Regions from separate parts of the Mus musculus genome. Here all the other regions are linked to region 4. Evidence: chromatin contacts called from public Hi-C, HiChIP or PLAC-seq and promoter capture Hi-C data. All regions are on one chromosome and are shown on one strand. The core of a region is the stretch at or near the end of the contact, and the rest is flanking DNA. Distances in the headings are between cores, read along the strand shown.

Region 1 (2,713 bases), core at 44-2,543, 900 kb after region 4:
TCTTTTACAGCCCAATCAGAAGTGTAAACGGAACGACAGCAGGATATATGAGACATGGATGAGAGGAGGCTTCTGGGGGATAAAGATTTAATTAAGGATGGGGTGGTTAATTGATAGAGTGGGCTTGGGTGGCGCTTACAATACAAAGGATGTGCTTTAAAAAGCCTAATAGAAACCCACTAGTTAGTAAGCGAATTTTAAAATATAATTCTTCAAAAGGAATTTGAATGAAGGTACCCTGCATGGATACACAATATACTACCAGAAGACATGGGCTATTAAATAAAAATTGCAGTGCCAGGCATGTACCTCCCTATGACTTACTGGGCACAGAAGCCCCAGGGGCTCCGAAGCAATACAGGCTATCACCACTGCTCTTGGTTAGCCACCAGAGCACGTGGTAAGACAACACAAAGTTTGGCTGCAGGACATAGAGAAATCCATTTCAAATCAGTCAGGAAAACTCCTCCTTGCTAGCCAGCTTCCACAGTGCCAGAAGGTTCTATCCGGTCTGCTGGGGGAGAAAAGACATCCCTGCATGTGACAACACCGACCCTCCAAGTACGAATCACCTATGTATGCAATAGTGGCGTGATAGCTATGAGCCAATCGGCTGTTTTCTGATTGGGTTTCAGGCCTGCTCCATAGAAAGTAATCTGTGCCTGATGCTGTAAACCTGAACAAACAGGCATGGCTAGCAAGGTCAGGGGCCCTAGAGTGGGACCTATTAGTATTTAGCTAAATGGTCCTCTGATAAATTGCCTTCAAATCATGTTTATAGTCACAGTCCTGAGCTGCTTTTGGATTCAGTTAGAGATGCTTTTCGCGGTGCAGTCTGTGCAAATCCGAGTCAATGCACTGACTTGTAGCTGATCAAGGTGCTGAGAATGAATGACTGTGGGTACTCAGTCCTAGGTGGAGCATCTTTATCTCACTGTCATGGAGGCTCGGGGAACACGGTGAAGAGGGAAGCATAAAAGCACGTGAAGAGGCGGGGACTGGGAAGGAGTACTTTCTCCTGGATCAGACCTGGCTACTCCTCTCAGGAACGCATAGGATGTGTGGTTCTCTGCACAAGTTCAAGCCAGCTGAACCTGCAGCTTGGAGAGGAACTTATAAGACCCCACCTCTTACTGAAGAATGATTGGGAGTGAATGGCTACCCAGGGAGTGAGAATAATAATTCTCAGTGGTAACTGGTAAATTATCCATGCTTCAGTAGGTACTCCTACACGTACCCACACATGGGAAGTACTAATTGGACTTACTTGGCGACGTACGGAAGTATCCTTTGGAGCTAGACAGATGGCTCAGCAATTAAAAGCATCAGCTACTGTCCAGAGAATCTGTTTGAGCCTCAGCACCCTCATGGCAGTGTGTGTAACTCCAGTTTCAATAGGGTTGACACTCTCTTCTCGCTTTCAAATGTACCAGGCATGGATGTACATACAGACATATATGCAAGCAAAATACACATATGCATAAAGTAAACTTCATTTTTTAAATGTTTTTTAAAGGACTCTCCTCTGAACCAGACTGCATCTTCATGATTCAGCTGTGCCTGCTAGCAAGAGATTATCACAACCAGGCATGCTAACCGCTGCCTTTCCGTCATCAAAGGAGGTTGTGAGGAGGGCCACTGGAACCCTCCCTGGAGTAGCCAGCTACTCCTCCCAGTCAGTTATATGTAAGCCTATCCTAATTGCAAGTGGCCTCTGGGAGGCTGGGGAGGACCAGGCAGGGGGCTCCATGGACGGAGCTATAGGAAAGCTATCATCCGTACAAGGCGCAGACTCTCCAGTGTGGCTGCTTTAGAGTAAGTAGCCCTTTCTTCTGCTTGCAACTCTCACCCAGTCTTTGTAAGCAATCCTTAATAAGCACCTTGGTTTCCCAGGATGAACTTAGACGGACTCAAACTTTGGTTTGTAATTGGAACCTTATGAGGCCAAGGGTAGGTTAGATATTGCTTAGACACACCCCCTCGCTGGCAGAAAATCCTCTATTTTAAAAAAGAGGGGAGGAAGACATGAAGCCGGGGAGTGGAGTGTGTGTTGGGGCGAAATGAGGGAGTGTCAGAAGAGGGAAATGGGCGTGGCTATGACCCTATTTTATTGTATACATGTGTCACATTCTCAAAGAACACATTTTTGAAATTGTTTAAAGAACTAACTGAGGTTTGAGCTGCCACCCAAGATACACATGTTGTAATCTGAGTCCAGTAAAACTGTTTCTACTAAGACATTCTCCAGAGGAACAGAACCCGATGTCTCCACAATACGATGTTTACAACATCCAGAGCACAATCCAAAATTACTTGACATGCCAAGAATTGGGAGCATGTGACCTACTTTCAAGAGGAAAAGACAATGGATAGGAAACCAAATGTCCCAGATGTTAGGGTAGCACGCAGGAACGCTCAAGTAGCAATTATCACCATGCCCAAGGATTTGAAGGAAAATGTGCTCGTGATGGACGAAAAGACTAAAATCCTCGGCAGAGATACGGGGACTACGAAAAAGACTGAAAAAAAAAAATGTCACATGAGCATGCTCTCCAGTCACTATACACAGAATTCTAAATCATCATTTTAAATGGCTAAGAATCTGTACGGGTTATAGTCTAAGTGGGTTATAAGAATACCATGTGTTGTGGTCATTTGAGCTACTATGGGAGAAAGCCATTCCTTCAAACCCAGTAGACCCATCTCTAAATTC
Region 2 (2,732 bases), core at 136-2,635, 610 kb before region 4:
GCAGGAGCTACAGGAAGAACGGGAAGGGTCCCACAGCTATGTGCACCCCAAGGCAGGCTTGGAGAAGCAAGCAGCCTCCAGGCCGCCCATTGGGTGCCTCGTGCTCTTTGAGAGAATTTGTGACCGAGTTTATTTACTTAAAATAATTAATTTTGTTACTAATATGACTTTAGTAACAAAATTATAAAACTGTGAAATCTGTGCTCCTGTTGCATGCTTAACATTTTTATCAGTGAAAGGAGGTGGGAGGGAGAAAGGAGGAAGAAGAACGTGGAGGGAGGAGGAGACAAGAGGGGAAAGAGGACAGAGGGGGACAAGAAGAGGCGGCTGGAGGCCCCATTCAGAAGTCTCCACTATATTTAATCTTGTCACATCATTCAAATGTGGGATACGGGTTGGTCCTGCCTAACCCCTTTTTAAAACAGATGCATTCTGTTGCACTAACACAGACGCTGGGGGTTGGGGGGGGGGGGAGTGGGGCGGGGAGGAGGGAGAAGGGGAGGGGAGAAGAGGCGGAGGGCGGGGAGGGAGTGGTACGTTGACACTCACTATTTCTTCCCCTGGGGCGAAGGGAAATACATAGTGTTATTAAGGACACATGCCGGTGGCTGGTGGGAGGGTTCATAAACAGTGTCTTCTTGGACTTTGCAAGATGAGGGTGAGAACCCCAGAGCGTGCCCCGGTGGCCTTGGTTTGTACGATGCTGCCATCGTGTGGCAACTGCAGGTATTGCTCCCGGAACCCAGGAGCGCATGCGAGCACAGCTTGGTTTATGTTACTGTTTTGGTTTTTTAGTTTGCTTGCTTGCTTGCTTGCTTGCTTGCTTGCTTGCTTGCTTGCTTGCTTGCTTGCTTGCTTGCTTGCTTGCTTGCTTGCTTGCTTGCTTGCTTGCTTGCTTGTTTGTTTGTTTGTTTGTTTGTTTGTTTTGAATGATGGGTCAACTAAGCTGGCAACCAAGTTTTTGAGGGAAATGAGATTTAAATGCTGCTATCTGCTCTGAGTCTCCTCCAGGACACGTTCCAAGCCACATGATGTGAGCCTTCGCTAGCTGAGGCAGAGATGTGTCTCAGCGGGGTGGTCAGAAGGTTCTATATAAAAGGCAGTCTCCAGCATGGGACTTGTAAGATATCACCTGAGCTTCTCCTTGTTCCAGGGTTGGACTCCGTGTTCAGAGTCCCTGAGGTCCTCTGCGCGCAGAGTCAAAGTTTTCTTAGACGATATATATGTTAGAAGTGGTCTGGGTCCCAGAGCTAGGGGGTGGGTGCCTGGGGGTTCCACGGCGTCCAAACGCACAGCTACGGCATCTCAGGAAGAGTGGCAGACAAACATAATCACAGACAGAACTAGGAACCGAACAGACAGGAAGAAGAAAACCTGCAAGTCACGATATGACTTCATGGTTACCACTACTGCGGCAGGTGGTGGTGCCACTATCGGCTGGTGCCAACACAGTCACAGGCGGGGCCACCAGCTGACCTTCTGTGGCCCACGTGGTAGGGAATGTGAGCCCAGAAATGACAATGGGACAAACATGGAGGTGCTACCAGTTTGGGGCAAGATGGGGGGATGGATGGTCAGCATCACCGAGCCTCAGCTCTTAAAGCAAATGCCAAGAAGAAAGAAGTGCAATCCTGTCTGGAGATGACTCTGGATGGAGTGTGGAGTCACCTGGACTGCATTCTCTGCCATTCAATAGGGCAGAGCCTGTGACATAGATGAAGCATGGTGGGCAGGGATTCTAGTCTCAATTACACACCCCTGAGGGCAAACTCTGCAGGTCAGAAATAAACAGACCTTTAGGATCCTATTCGGATCCGTCCTAAGACAACCCTCCCATGCTAGGATCTGAGACGCTCCAGTCTCATATAAAATGCTGTATTTGCATAGAATTTGCACGAACTCTCCCGAAGACTAGGCTATTGCTAGGTGACACCCAGAATCTGATGCTTAAATGGCGTGTGGATAGTTGTTAAACTGCATCACTGGGGGACATAACGACAGGGGAGAACGGGCTTTCGTGTTTGGTCGCACCGGCAGCTTTTTATGGCATGCTTTCCGGGAGTTGTTGAGTGCACAGACGGGGAAACAGTAAATGAAGAGTGGCCTGCACAGTCAAGAATGAGGCGGATGGAACATTTACCGAGTAAAGGCTTCCGTGTCTGGAATTAACCCTTCGAGCTCTCAGGGGATCCTCATGGGGCTGTTGGTCCATACACATCCAGCAAAGTCCCTGAGGCTTGGGACTGCAGTGTCTGCAGGGCCAATGTTATCTATCAAAAGGCAGCGGGCAGGCCTTTAGAATCAAAACTTGATCTTTTTTTTTCCTAACATAGAAACTGTAGAATCCTGTAGAATTCAGGAAACTGAGGCAGAAGGTGGGCTGGTACAAGACCAATTAGGGTTAGAAAGGTCAAAAACAGAAAAAGCACAGCTTTAATCCCAGCACTTGGGAGGCAGAGGTGGACAAATCTGAGTTCAAGGCCAGCCTGGTCGACAGAGTGAATGGGCGCCAGGGCAGCCAGGGCTGTGCAGAGAAGAAGAAAAAGAAAAGAAACATTGTCTCAAAAGAAAGAGCAAGAAACCCTAAGTATTTATTTTTATTTTTAAAATGAATCATCATGGTGTTGCTTATGGACTCCATGTCCCCACATCCCAGACCCCCCCCCCCCCAACCCCCAGCCCCTGCCATGCCATCTCAGAGGGCCAGGCCCTGGGCAGTCATGGCTATTGTA
Region 3 (2,700 bases), core at 99-2,598, 570 kb before region 4:
CTTTACCAACTAAGCCACCTACCCCAGGTTTATGTTTAATACCAGACCCAAATCGTCCTCATCATCTTCAACACCATCACCTGTAGCTGCGGGATCTCAGCTTCATTTCCTGGGAGATCTCGGCCATTCAGCCTTCTTTGAGATTCAGTTCAGGGGAGGAGAGACTGAGTGAGCTCTAAAACACTGTCTGTTATTATCGTTGTATGTCTATGTGTTCTCTCTCTCTCTCTCTGTCTTTCACACACACACACACACACACACACACACACACACATACACATACATACATGCACCATGCGCACACATGCACATTAGGACAAGATGTACATGTGTAGACACATGGTACACATATGGCGGCCACAGGACAACTTTGTGGAGTCAGTTCTTTCCTTCCACCTTAACATGGAGTCGGGGGAATCGAACTTAGGTCATCAGGCCGCCACGGCAACCACTTTTACCCACTGATCCACCATACTGACACACTTTAAAAACAGTTAATAAGGCAGCTTGCAATGCCATAACATCCGGCACCAAGGGTCCAGGGTCCACAAACTTCCTCGTTGGTGCAGAATGTGAAGATATGTCACCCTCATCTGGAGCCAGCTCTTAGAAGAGGAAGGCACGTTCAGATCTGACGGATTCCCTTTCTATCTCAGACAGTGGCAGCCAGATGAAGTTCAGCTTTGAGACAAGCTGGTCTCAGAGCTAATGGGTATCATCTGGGAGGCTGTGTTTTTTTTTCAACTTATGAAACCAGAGGGAAAGTGGAGTAGAGAGCAGACTCCATGTGGCAGAGGGGAAGCATCCAATCAAACACTGGCAAGAGAAGAAGGCAGAAAAGGGAGTGTGCTTAATTTGTCCAATTCCATTACAGGAAGGAAAAAATGCGTGACATGTGATTTTGACTTATAAGCATTTCCGAAAACATCAAACTAAGATCCATTTCTAAGCTCTCACTGGGACCACTAATTACATTAACAAAGAGAGCATTAAAGACGCTTTTTCTAGTAATTTGTGAAAAATAAGTCGCTAAGAAAAAAACCTATTAAAAAAAAAAAAAAGCAAGCAAAGACAAAGCCTTACCAACAAGTACGGGGTGGGGTGAGAGCACAGAATGTCACAGCGCACGTTGTTAAGTTCTTTCTATTCAGAACATAAACAACTGTACAGCGCACACTCAGAAACTCAGAGGTGGGCTCCTAATCTAAACTTGGAAGGGATGGGAAGTGAGAAAAGCAACCACTCTCATTCTGGAACATTCTATCAGAGTCTGATCAGCACTCAGCACCAGCACCAGCAGTCACCAAATAGCCACTGTGCCCACAAAGGGCCTGGGGCAACATGCGTCGTGTTCCTTTGCTGAGTCTCGAGGCAGCACTAGTTTTCTGGAAGAAAACCTTGCAGAACATCTATAATAACATCTACCGAGTCTACTGAATCCGGGTGTAATTTTTTTAAACAGGCAGCTTACAGAATGGGAAAAGAGCCGTGCATGTTTCTTAATCACAAATATGTGACAAATGGCTCGCACCGAGAATATGTGGGAAACACATTTCAACAACAAAAGTTCAAATATCCCAGTCTAAAAGTGGGCTCAGGAAGGATCAACAGGCATTCTTCCAAGAAGAGCATATGTCTTAGTTAGGGTTTTACTGCTGTGAACAGACACCATGACCAAGGCAAAACTTATTAAAAAACATTTAGTTGAAGCTGGCTTACAGGTTCAGAGATTCAGTCCTTTATCACCAAAGTGGGAGCATGGCAGCATCCAGGCAGGCATTGTGCAGGCAGAGATGAGAGTTCTACATCTTCATCTGAAGGCTGCTAGCAGAATACTGACTTCCAGGCAGCTAGGATGAAGATTTTAAAGTTACAGTGACCCACCTACTCAACAGGGTCATAGTGCTATTCCCTGGGCAGAGCACATACAGACCATCACAACATACAAATGGCCCATGAACATAAAGAAGGATGCTCAGTATCCTTAGCCATCAGGGACTGCACATCCACACATCAACAGGGTACCACTTCACACCTACAGGATGATGTATGAGCTCCTGGTCTGCTGCTGTGGTGAAAACACCATTACCTCAAGCACCTTAAGGAAGAAAAGGGTTATTGTGCCTTAAAGTTCCAGAAGGACAGAGGATATCATGGTGGGAAAGAGATGGTGACAGGTCGGGGAAAGCAAGACAGCAGGAGCAGGAAACTGGCTGGTCACATTAAACCCAGACATGGGAAGCAGAGAGAGACAGAGACACAGACTCAGAGACAGACAGGCAGACAGACAGACAGACAGACAGACAGACAGAGAACAGGATGTGGGACAGGATCCTAAAACCTCAATGCCCTCCTCCAGTGACATGTTTCAGCAAAGCTCTATTTCTTAAAGGTTCCATAACCCCACACACAGCACAATTAACTGGGGGTCAAGTGTTCAAGTACTTGGAACTGTGGGGGACATTCCCATGCCCACCACAGATGGAGACTAGAGGAAGTATACGACAGTTCATATTGCTGAGGACATGGAGAGACTGAAGCCTGTGGACACTGCCGGTGGGAAAGTCAGGTGGTACAGTTACTGTGCAGGGAATCCTGGCAGTTCCTCAAAACATGAAATGGAGAGATACCAGGCTGGAGAGATACCAGGCTGGAGAGATTAAAGCGGTTAAAGGCACTAACTGCTCTTCCAGAGGCCCT
Region 4 (2,700 bases), core at 64-2,563:
TGATGTGCCCCTGTGGATGGGAGAACGGAAGAACAGAGTCCAGGGCTCCCAGGCCAATGCCTTGGTGCTGAATACCCCCCACCCCCCTACTTAGGGCCACCTGTGCCTATTCCTGCGCTCTGTAATGCTACTGACTCTGGCTACCATCCTTTGTAACTGTCGTGTAATGCAATGAGATGCAAGTATGCACAAACTGAGAGAGCTGTGGTTTCTATGGCAATTAAACTAAGTGCTTTAAGGGCACACTGCTGAAAGAAGAGACAGCGGCCCCCCTCCCAGGCTGTCATAATGGGGGTGTGTATAAGGCAGTTGCAAAAGTCTGGAGAGATGGTAGGTGTCTAGAATGTTCTGTGCTCAGAGCACTTCAAAGTCTTTCTAGGTTCTTTCTCCACCAGAATGATGCTAATATTGCAAAGCATAAAGTCCCATGAAGGTGGTTTGTGCAAGTAAGAAGGTAACAGCGTTTCCCACTCTGCGTGGAAAGGAAATCTTACCTAAACATATAATATTGGCAAATGGAGATGCATTCATGCCAGAAGTTAAAAATGTATATGTAGGGCTGAAGACATGACTCAGTGGTTAGGGGCACTGGCAGCAGAGCATGTGGTTTCAATTCTCAGTACCCACATTTTGGCTAACAACTGCCTTTAACTCCAGTTTCACGGGGATTTGACGCCCTCTTCTGGCGTCTGTGTGCACCGTCGTGGTACAAATACATGCAGGCAAAACACTCACACACATAAAAAATAAAAGCAAAATTACTGAAATGGTCTTAGTTTAAAAAACATAACAGGTATATGTGTATATACGGATGTGCAATATACATGCGCAAAGTTGTTTTGTGGTGGTGGATATTGATATCCAGGCCTGGCATATTCTTTATCTGGCAAGCTCTTTATTGTTGAACTATAACTCTAGTTTAAAGAATACACCTCCTGCCCCTCATCTCCAGAGCAACCAATTAGAAGCTTCCTCTACGAAAAGGATCTCTCATTTAATGGCAACTATTTTTCATTAAAGAAAGCTGGGACTCAGGGGTGCCTTAGTTGCGCCCTAGGAGTAGCAACGGGGAGCCTCATAAGGTGTCCCAGATAGCCAGCACGCAGTAATCCGACAACCCACGTGGGATTACCCTGGGCCACCAGGGGGGCCAGTGCTGGGCAGCCTCGCCATGGCCCGATCTGTCCGGCAGGGGGCGCTGTCCGGCCGCAGTGGCCGCGCGGGCCGCGTCCTGATTGGCTGGAGGCGATGGCCCAAGTCCACAGCCGCGCGACCGGGCCACTAAGTGGGGAAGCTCGCCAGTCGGTGCGCCAGTCCAAGGGCCTCCGAGGCAGCGGCGCGGCGGGCGCGGCGCGGCGGGGCGGAGGGGACAAGATCAGGGCAGGAGGCAAGCGGCTAATCGAAAGGGTCCGGCACACCCAGCAAGATGCTGTCCTGGCGGCTGCAGACGGGCTCTGAAAAGGCGGAGCTGCAGGAGCTCAACGCCCGGCTTTACGACTACGTGTGCCGGGTGCGAGAGCTGGAGCGCGAGAACCTGCTACTGGAGGAGGAGTTGCGCAGCCGGCTGAGCCGGGAGGACCGCTGGGCTGAGGATCAGGCACTCTACGCCGAGGAGGCGCGCAGCCTACGACAGCAGCTAGATGAACTGAACTGGTCCACAGCCCTGGCCGAGGGCGAGCGCGACGCGCTGCGGAGGGAACTGCTGGAGCTGCAGCGGGAGGGTGTGGAAGCCGGCACTGCCCGCAGCCGCCTGGATGCCGAGCTGGGAGCGCAACGGCGGGAGCTAGAGGAGGCTCTGGGCGCGCGCGCCGCCCTCGAGGCGCTGCTGGGCCGGCTGGAAACTGAGCGCCGCGACTTGGACGCTGCCCACGAACGCCAAGTGCGAGATCTACGAGCCCGCGCTGCCAGCCTCACCATGCACTTCCGAGCCCGCGCCACCAGCCCCGCCGCGCCCCCGCCGCGCCTGCGGGACGTGCACGACAGCTACGCCCTGCTGGTGGCCGAGTCGTGGAGGGAGAGCGTGCAGCTGTACGAGGACGAGGTGCGCGAGCTGGAGCAGGCGCTGCGCCGCGGCCAAGAGAGCCGGCTCCAGGCGGAGGACGAGGCGCGGCTGTGCGCGCAGGAGGCAGACGCGCTGCGGAACCAGGCGCTGGAGTTGGAGCAGCTGCGCGCGAGGCTGGAGGATGAGCTGCTGCGGATGCGCGAGGAGTACGGGATGCAGGCGGAGGAGCGGCAGGTCCGTGGGCAGGGACCGCGCCCCTTCCCTAATAGCCTGTACACGCACCCCTGTGCACCCAGTAGGCGAGCAGCAGGGGTTCCCGGGACACCCAGCTGGTTCAGCCCCACCCAGGGAAGCGTACGCTGCCAGCAGCTTTGCTATTTATGAAGCGACGGGATTCTGGCATATAGCTAGTCTAAGAATAAGGGGTTGGTGCAATGATCCTTAAATCGGAGGACTGACGCCATGTGACAGGTCCCGGTGGCTAGCCTAGTGCCCATCATCCTGTTAGTTGGATTACCTTTAGATCCAGACGTGTCTAGGCACATCCTGATCAACGATCCTGTTAGTTCTGTTTTTGTTCTCTCCTCTCCTCTCCTCTCCTCTCCTCTCCTCTCCTCTCCTCTCCTCTCCTCTCCTCTCTTCTTTTCTTTTTCTTTTTCCTGCGCTTTTGTAGAGCTTGTAGCCTGAAATCCAAAACT
Region 5 (2,736 bases), core at 51-2,550, 530 kb before region 4:
CCCAGTCTTAACATTCTGAGTTTAATCACTAAAAACATGAAAATACCCTAGTATCAGTAAGACGGAGCGTGTGCGTGTGTGCATGTGTGTGTGTGCATGTGCGTGTGTGCGTGTGCGCGTGCGCGCGCGCGCGCGCGTGTGTGTGTGTGTGTGTGTGTGTGTGTGTGTGGCAGTCCTGAAGACGGAAAAGGAGCCCTGTGGTAGGACAATTGCTCAGCGTGGAACTAGAACCACATATCTCCCAGGACCCAAAGGACAAAGAAAAATAACCTCTCACCACTGTGATGCATTCATTGTATGCCAATAGATGACAGTTCTCAGACCCAACCAAACATCAGGGCTCTCCTAGTGACTTCAGGCACTTCTATACAAAAACCACATCCCCTACGGGTCTTCACCTGTTACATTTTAAATAAACTTCTGAAGAGGAACAAATGGCTTTCTAGCCTGCATGTGAGTTTCGTGAAGAGCAAGTGGGTAGAGAGGAAGGAACCCAGAGTCTCAGTGAGGAAGCCGGGTTATGGACTCAGCTGCAGCCCCACTGCTCAAGAACTTGGCTCATCGTTCTGATGGGCAGCCCCTGAGAATAGGTGGAGTTTGTATTAGTCGGGGTTCTCTAGAGTCACAAAACTTACTGGAATGACTAACAGTCTGCAGTCCAACTAACCCAACAATGGGCAGCTGTGAATAGGAAGTCCAAGAATCTAGAAGTCGCTCAGTCCCATGAGGCTAAGTGTCTCAGCTGGTCTTCTGTACAAGCTGGAATCCTGAAGAAGGTTCCAACAGATGTGCTGGCCAGCAAGTGCAAACTGGCGAAGAATAAACCCTTCCTTCTTCCATTGTCCTTCTGTAGGCCTCCAGCAGAAGGTGTGGCCCAGATTAAAGATGTGTACCACCAGGCCTGGACCTAAGCTTTTTTTTTTTTTTTTTTTTTAATTCAGAGATCCACTTGCCTCTGTCTCCTGGAATTAAAGGCGTGTACCACCTTGCCTGAGCCTAGCCCATCATGGCCACTGTTCCTCAAGATCTGGATCAAAGACCTGTCTCTTCCAGTTCCAAGATCTGGATCACAGGTGTGCCCTCTGTTTTTGGATTGCAGCTCATTCCGGGTGGAGTTGACAAGCAGGAACAGCCATCGCAGAGTTCAACAGGCTCCTCTGACCTGAGAGGATTTGCTAAGGGGAAACATCTGCTTCTCAACAACTGGAAGCGCACCTCGATAACTGCCTTTTACAGAGTGCCAGACTTGTGTGTCTAAATTAAGGCTGAGAAGTACAGGAAGCAGAATGCTGATGCTTGCATGGAGTTACTGTTACTGTGTTACTGTGACGGAATAGAAAGGAAACATGATATCTTGTGGGGGTTTTTTGGATAAACAATGTTTCTAAAGTATGAGAGGATGGGGGAAGGGTAGTGGTGTGTTTTCACGTGATCACATCAAAGTCCTGGTGAAACCTCACACTGGCAGAGGGACCCAGTTTCCAAAGGGCTTTTACGCGTACAACTTGTGTGAAATGTGTATCAACCCCACAGAGTCCATAAAGCACAGTGCACTGACCGTTTGTCCAGTGAGGGAAAAGAGATTCAAAGGTTAATTAGTAATGAAGTAAAAACTCAAATCCAGACCTTGAGATTTCCTGCAGAGCTCTGATGACTCGCCTCCCACCATTTTAAAGCTTTTTATTTTGTAGGTATTAAGTATTCGCCTACATCTATACCTGATGTCCACAGAGGCCAGAAGAGGGCATGAGAACCGCTGGGACTTGGGTTACAGATAGTTACGAGTCAGGCCAGGTGCTAGGAGTCAAACCCAGGCCCTCTGCATCAGCAGTGGTTAGTCTCAACAGTCGAGCTAGCTCACCAGGTCTCCCTACTAATTAATATTGAATCAACCACTCACTTTAAATGTCAGTTCATGGCGGCCCTAGTTCTGAGGATGCTGAACTTGCAAACTATTCATAGAAACACTGGTCACAAAAGACCAAAGCAAAAGGCAACTCCAGCGTCCACTGGCAGAGGAGAGGTGCTCTACACACACAGCATGGGATGTAGTTCAGCTTTAAAAGGGAAGGGAATTTAGGGGCAACTGACGTGAACAGAACTTGAGGCCACTGCACTGAGGGCAATAAGCCAGTCATAAAAGAAAAAAGGAATATTCTACTTCCATTTTCATGGGCTACCTACACTAGTGCAAGTTCTTCAGCTACACTGCCGCTGCCTTCAGACACAGCAGAAGAGGGCATCAGATCTCATTACAGATGGTTGTGAGCCACCACCTGTTGCTGGGATTTGAACTCAGGACCTCTGGAAAAACCAGTCAGTGCTCTTAACCACTGAGCCAGTAAATGAACTTCACCAGGCGTGGCCTTTAATCCCAGCAATCCGGAGGCAGGTGGGTCTCTGAGTTCAAGGACAGTTTAGTCTACAGAATGAGTTCTAGGCCAGGCAGGGCTTATTACACAGAGAAACATTGTTGCAGGCAGGGGAGGGGGTTGGACGGAGTATCTGGCCTCTGCCTTCAAGTTTAGTTTTTAATGGGAATCACAATACATCTCCATAATTATTTCAGATAGTTTCATTGTGGTTACCATTTGGCCATGTACAGTTGTGGGACTGTAAGCACATCTGTACCACTGTGCCGTCCTCACTACTCCTCCCCCATCTCAGACCGAAAGAGCACCCTCCACATTCCGGATTCTAACACTTCTCCAGCGCCCTGCAGCCAGTACACGCCCC
Region 6 (2,700 bases), core at 14-2,513, 540 kb before region 4:
CGTCACTGAGGCAGGGGAATGACTTGCAATTACTCAGCCAAGTGCTCACAGAAGGAGCCCTGTTAGCAGGATGCAGGAAGAGCAGAGAAGAAAGCTTTAGCCACCCTGGATATGGTCTTGCGTTCTCTCTCTCTCTCTCTCTTTCTCTCTTTCTCTCTCTCTCTCTCTCTCTTTCTCTCTCTCTCTCTGACTCCTTCTCCATCCTGGACCTCCATAGACCTCAACCTGCAAGGCTGACAGCCTCACTCCACCTCACACAGACAACTATGGTGCCGTTCTCATCTTCTCGAGAGCCCTGGTAGCCTGGAGTAGATTGAGCCCAGGCTGTACCCCCCCCCCATAGATGTTCCTGCTGTCTGTGACCCTGGTACCAGCTCTGAAAGCAGCCTTGAAAATGTGTCCTCTGTCTGAGCCCTCCAGGCTCAGTCCTGTCCTTAAGCCCAAAGACTCAGTCCCAGGAGGTTTTGCTAGTCATCGGGAGGAAACAGATCACCTCTGAGGGCCACATCTAAGGCCCTCTTTGTAAACATCCAACCCTCTGCTCCCAGCTCCTGACACAAGAAGGCCAATACATTCCATGACCAACTTTGTTTTGAAAACTGAGACTATAGGAAAATTAGAGAAGAATGTGCAGCTGGGCCAGGCAGGCAGGTTCTTGTAAAAAGTTTACAGCGGACCACCACCGTTATAGAGAACTGTTTCCTGGCAAATCCCGGGGGGTGGGGGTGGGGGCGTGGGGGGTGGTAAGGACTGGCAACTATCTTGGGACCTCCCTCTTTTTTTCGGAGTGACCTATCCCAGGTTTTTTAAAGCAGGCAAAAATCTCAGCATTTGAAATGATGGGGAAGGAAGATTGCAAGTTCTTGAGCCAGTCTGGGCTACACAGCAAAACCCTGGCTCAAAAAATAAATAAATAAATAAATAAATAAACAAATAAATAAATAAATAAAAATGCACGTGGAAAGGAAAAATGTAAAAATAAAGAAACACATTAACATGTTTTTAGCAGTTAACCCCACATGGCTTTGCTCCCTCCGTCTTTCGTTGTAGCCCTTAAACACCATACAAATGAACATGTGCGTTTTTTAAACCAGAAAAAAAAAAATCAGCAAGTATTTTAAATGCAACGTCAAGACAAGAAAAAAATTAATTGTGAAACAAAGAAAGTCAAGACATGTTGCCTCCTCAAACCACTTCCTCGTCGTTCCTTTCAGCCAGAGAATCTTTGGATAGCAAAAGTCCCTGCCGTGTCGGCTGCGAGGAGGCTCACTCCTGGTGAGCAGGATTCAGTGTGCCAAATAGCACCCTGCTCCCTGCCCCTGTCCCTGCCCCTGTGTCCCTACTCACTGCTAAATAGTAGAGATCCAAATAATGGGTTTCACCTAGCTCCCTTCTCTTTAGGAAAGGAGGAAGGAAGAAGTCATGTTGGCATGTCATCTCACCTTCAAACATCTTCATGTCAGCAACTTTCTGTTTCTGTTAGTAACCTTAGCCTTATCCCTTCGATGAGCATGCTGCACGTTGGGGTTTATTTTCCTAAGTTATTCATAAGTATGAGTGTTGTAACAGCAGATTGTGGAAGCTGTGTCCAAAAACAAACAAACAAACGAAAAAACCTGGGGACACAGCTCTTCTTGCATCTCTCAAGCTCCCCCTGGCCACCAGCACCCAGCGATCAGTGTCCGATGGAGCCCTGTGTCTTTCTCCTACATCACCACTAGGGGGCGCTAAGAGCACACAAGGTCAGCAAGCGCCCACTGGGGCTCAACAGCTTGAGGTCCCCCACTGGAGGGGTATTCTTCTAAGAGGGACTTGCCTGTTAGCTCCGGACCTCCAAAATCTCAAGGAAGCCATGGTTTATAACTGCATATGCCGCTGTTTTCGTTAACTCTGGTACAAAAAGACGTCCCTCTACTAGCTCTGCCTGCCAGCCAGATCACAACCATTTCTGGCAGGAGTGAAATGATCCACACTTAAAACAAATGTGGATACTGCCTACTGTGAGGAAAACAGTCTTAGACAGTCGGGGTTGGAAGAGGGCACAGCCAGGGAAGTGCAAACTTGGTAAGCAGGAGGGCCTGAGTTTACTCCCACCATAGCATACACAAAAAGACAGGTAACGAAAAACCAAACAAAAAACAAAAAACAAACCACAGCTGGGCAGTGGTGGCGCACGCCTTTAATCCTAGCACTTGGGAGGCAGAGGCAGGTGGATTTCTGAGTTCGAGGCCACCCTGGTCTAAAAAGTGAGTTCCAGGACAGCCAGGGCTATACAGAGAAACCTTGTCTCAAAAAACAAAAACAAACAAACAAAAAAGGACAGATAAGATGCGCTGGGGAAATAGTGAGAGACCTTGTCTCAAAACACAAATCGGATTGTATATTGTATATAAATGCACTCTGAGGTTGTCCTCGAGATTCATGCATGTGTACATACGCAGGCACACACATAACACATATTTTTAAATCTTGCCACAATCCCAACGAATAAAATTTCTAGTTTTCTGTGTGTCCTCTTGCAGAACCTATTCACAATGCACAGAACCTCAGCAACACAAAAATATTGTAAGTGACACAGCTTCACTCCACGTCAAATGTCAGAACTGAATCAAACCTTGGAGGGCAGACATGAGCTACTCCCTCCCTTTAAAATGAAGAAACTGAGATTCAGCTGAGCATACACAAGCTCATTTAATCCTC

Evidence for each region. Promoter capture Hi-C pulls out the DNA fragments that hold promoters and counts their contacts. A called contact is a pair of places that touch in the nucleus more often than the background predicts. HiChIP or PLAC-seq counts read pairs in DNA pulled down with a chosen protein or histone mark.
Region 1: a Hi-C map of cortical neurons shows a contact between it and region 4, with 4 times the contacts expected there. The contact joins the enhancer-like site here to the promoter of Synm in region 4. A contact is called at or near these places in 3 of 39 promoter capture datasets (hippocampal neurons, liver and pre-B cells), 3 of 484 Hi-C or Micro-C datasets (cortical neurons and embryonic stem cells), 2 of 115 datasets of contacts at active chromatin or transcription factors (pancreatic cancer cells and stem cell-derived neural progenitor cells) and 3 of 9 other capture datasets (adipose tissue, embryonic stem cells and liver).
Region 2: a contact with region 4 is called in a promoter capture Hi-C map of hematopoietic stem and progenitor cells, with 5 times the contacts expected there. The contact joins the enhancer-like site here to the promoter of Synm in region 4. A contact is called at or near these places in 8 of 39 promoter capture datasets (the HPC-7 cell line, cranial neural crest, frontonasal cranial neural crest and 5 more), 1 of 15 datasets of contacts at CTCF or cohesin (the NIH/3T3 cell line), 8 of 115 datasets of contacts at active chromatin or transcription factors (embryonic basal ganglia, embryonic forebrain, embryonic hindbrain and 4 more) and 1 of 9 other capture datasets (liver).
Region 3: a contact with region 4 is called in an H3K4me3 HiChIP or PLAC-seq map of embryonic forebrain, with 6 times the contacts expected there. The contact joins the enhancer-like site here to the promoter of Synm in region 4. A contact is called at or near these places in 8 of 39 promoter capture datasets (the HPC-7 cell line, HPC-7-derived erythroid cells, cranial neural crest and 6 more), 2 of 15 datasets of contacts at CTCF or cohesin (the NIH/3T3 cell line and embryonic stem cells), 14 of 115 datasets of contacts at active chromatin or transcription factors (T-cell acute lymphoblastic leukemia, craniofacial prominence, double positive thymocytes and 8 more) and 1 of 9 other capture datasets (adipose tissue).
Region 5: a promoter capture Hi-C map of cranial neural crest shows a contact between it and region 4. The contact joins the enhancer-like site here to the promoter of Synm in region 4. A contact is called at or near these places in 4 of 39 promoter capture datasets (cranial neural crest, liver, neutrophils and 1 more), 9 of 115 datasets of contacts at active chromatin or transcription factors (craniofacial prominence, embryonic forebrain, embryonic hindbrain and 5 more) and 4 of 9 other capture datasets (adipose tissue, liver, macrophages and 1 more).
Region 6: a promoter capture Hi-C map of hematopoietic stem and progenitor cells shows a contact between it and region 4, with 6 times the contacts expected there. The contact joins the enhancer-like site here to the promoter of Synm in region 4. A contact is called at or near these places in 9 of 39 promoter capture datasets (the 3T3-L1 cell line, cranial neural crest, embryonic stem cells and 6 more), 2 of 15 datasets of contacts at CTCF or cohesin (the NIH/3T3 cell line and embryonic stem cells), 4 of 484 Hi-C or Micro-C datasets (the HL-1 cell line and embryonic stem cells), 14 of 115 datasets of contacts at active chromatin or transcription factors (craniofacial prominence, double positive thymocytes, embryonic basal ganglia and 8 more) and 3 of 9 other capture datasets (adipose tissue, embryonic stem cells and pancreatic islet).

The regions. Positions count from the first base shown.
Region 1 is chr7:66,857,986-66,860,698 of GRCm38.p6, reverse strand. All of the region lies in intron 3 of Adamts17 (a disintegrin-like and metallopeptidase (reprolysin type) with thrombospondin type 1 motif, 17), which reads right to left. Among named protein-coding and RNA genes, the nearest start is that of Gm33627, 20 kb to the right of the region's middle. Within about 2 kb of position 1,293, at least 16 of the 459 cell types and tissues checked have an H3K27ac peak or open chromatin away from gene starts, as enhancers often do. A contact at or near this core is called in cortical neurons, where this site is marked.
Region 2 is chr7:68,367,829-68,370,560 of GRCm38.p6, reverse strand. No RefSeq gene overlaps it. Among named protein-coding and RNA genes, the nearest start is that of Gm16158, 16 kb to the right of the region's middle. Within about 2 kb of position 1,385, at least 24 of the 459 cell types and tissues checked have an H3K27ac peak or open chromatin away from gene starts, as enhancers often do. A contact at or near this core is called in hematopoietic stem and progenitor cells and memory CD8 T cells, where this site is marked.
Region 3 is chr7:68,324,464-68,327,163 of GRCm38.p6, reverse strand. The region is part of intron 4 of Fam169b (family with sequence similarity 169, member B); the gene reads right to left. Among named protein-coding and RNA genes, the nearest start is that of Gm16158, 27 kb to the left of the region's middle. Within about 2 kb of position 1,348, at least 9 of the 459 cell types and tissues checked have an H3K27ac peak or open chromatin away from gene starts, as enhancers often do. A contact at or near this core is called in craniofacial prominence, where this site is marked.
Region 4 is chr7:67,758,355-67,761,054 of GRCm38.p6, reverse strand. Synm (synemin, intermediate filament protein) reads left to right here and starts at 1,313. Exons shown (of 5, transcript NM_207663.3): 1 at 1,313-2,236. The coding sequence starts at 1,427.
Region 5 is chr7:68,284,690-68,287,425 of GRCm38.p6, reverse strand. The region is part of intron 1 of Fam169b (family with sequence similarity 169, member B); the gene reads right to left. Among named protein-coding and RNA genes, the nearest start is that of Gm16157, 9.5 kb to the right of the region's middle. Within about 2 kb of position 1,300, at least 72 of the 459 cell types and tissues checked have an H3K27ac peak or open chromatin away from gene starts, as enhancers often do. A contact at or near this core is called in craniofacial prominence, embryonic limb bud and liver, where this site is marked.
Region 6 is chr7:68,301,799-68,304,498 of GRCm38.p6, reverse strand. The region is part of intron 2 of Fam169b (family with sequence similarity 169, member B); the gene reads right to left. Among named protein-coding and RNA genes, the nearest start is that of Gm16157, 27 kb to the right of the region's middle. Within about 2 kb of position 1,263, at least 57 of the 459 cell types and tissues checked have an H3K27ac peak or open chromatin away from gene starts, as enhancers often do. A contact at or near this core is called in adipose tissue and hematopoietic stem and progenitor cells, where this site is marked.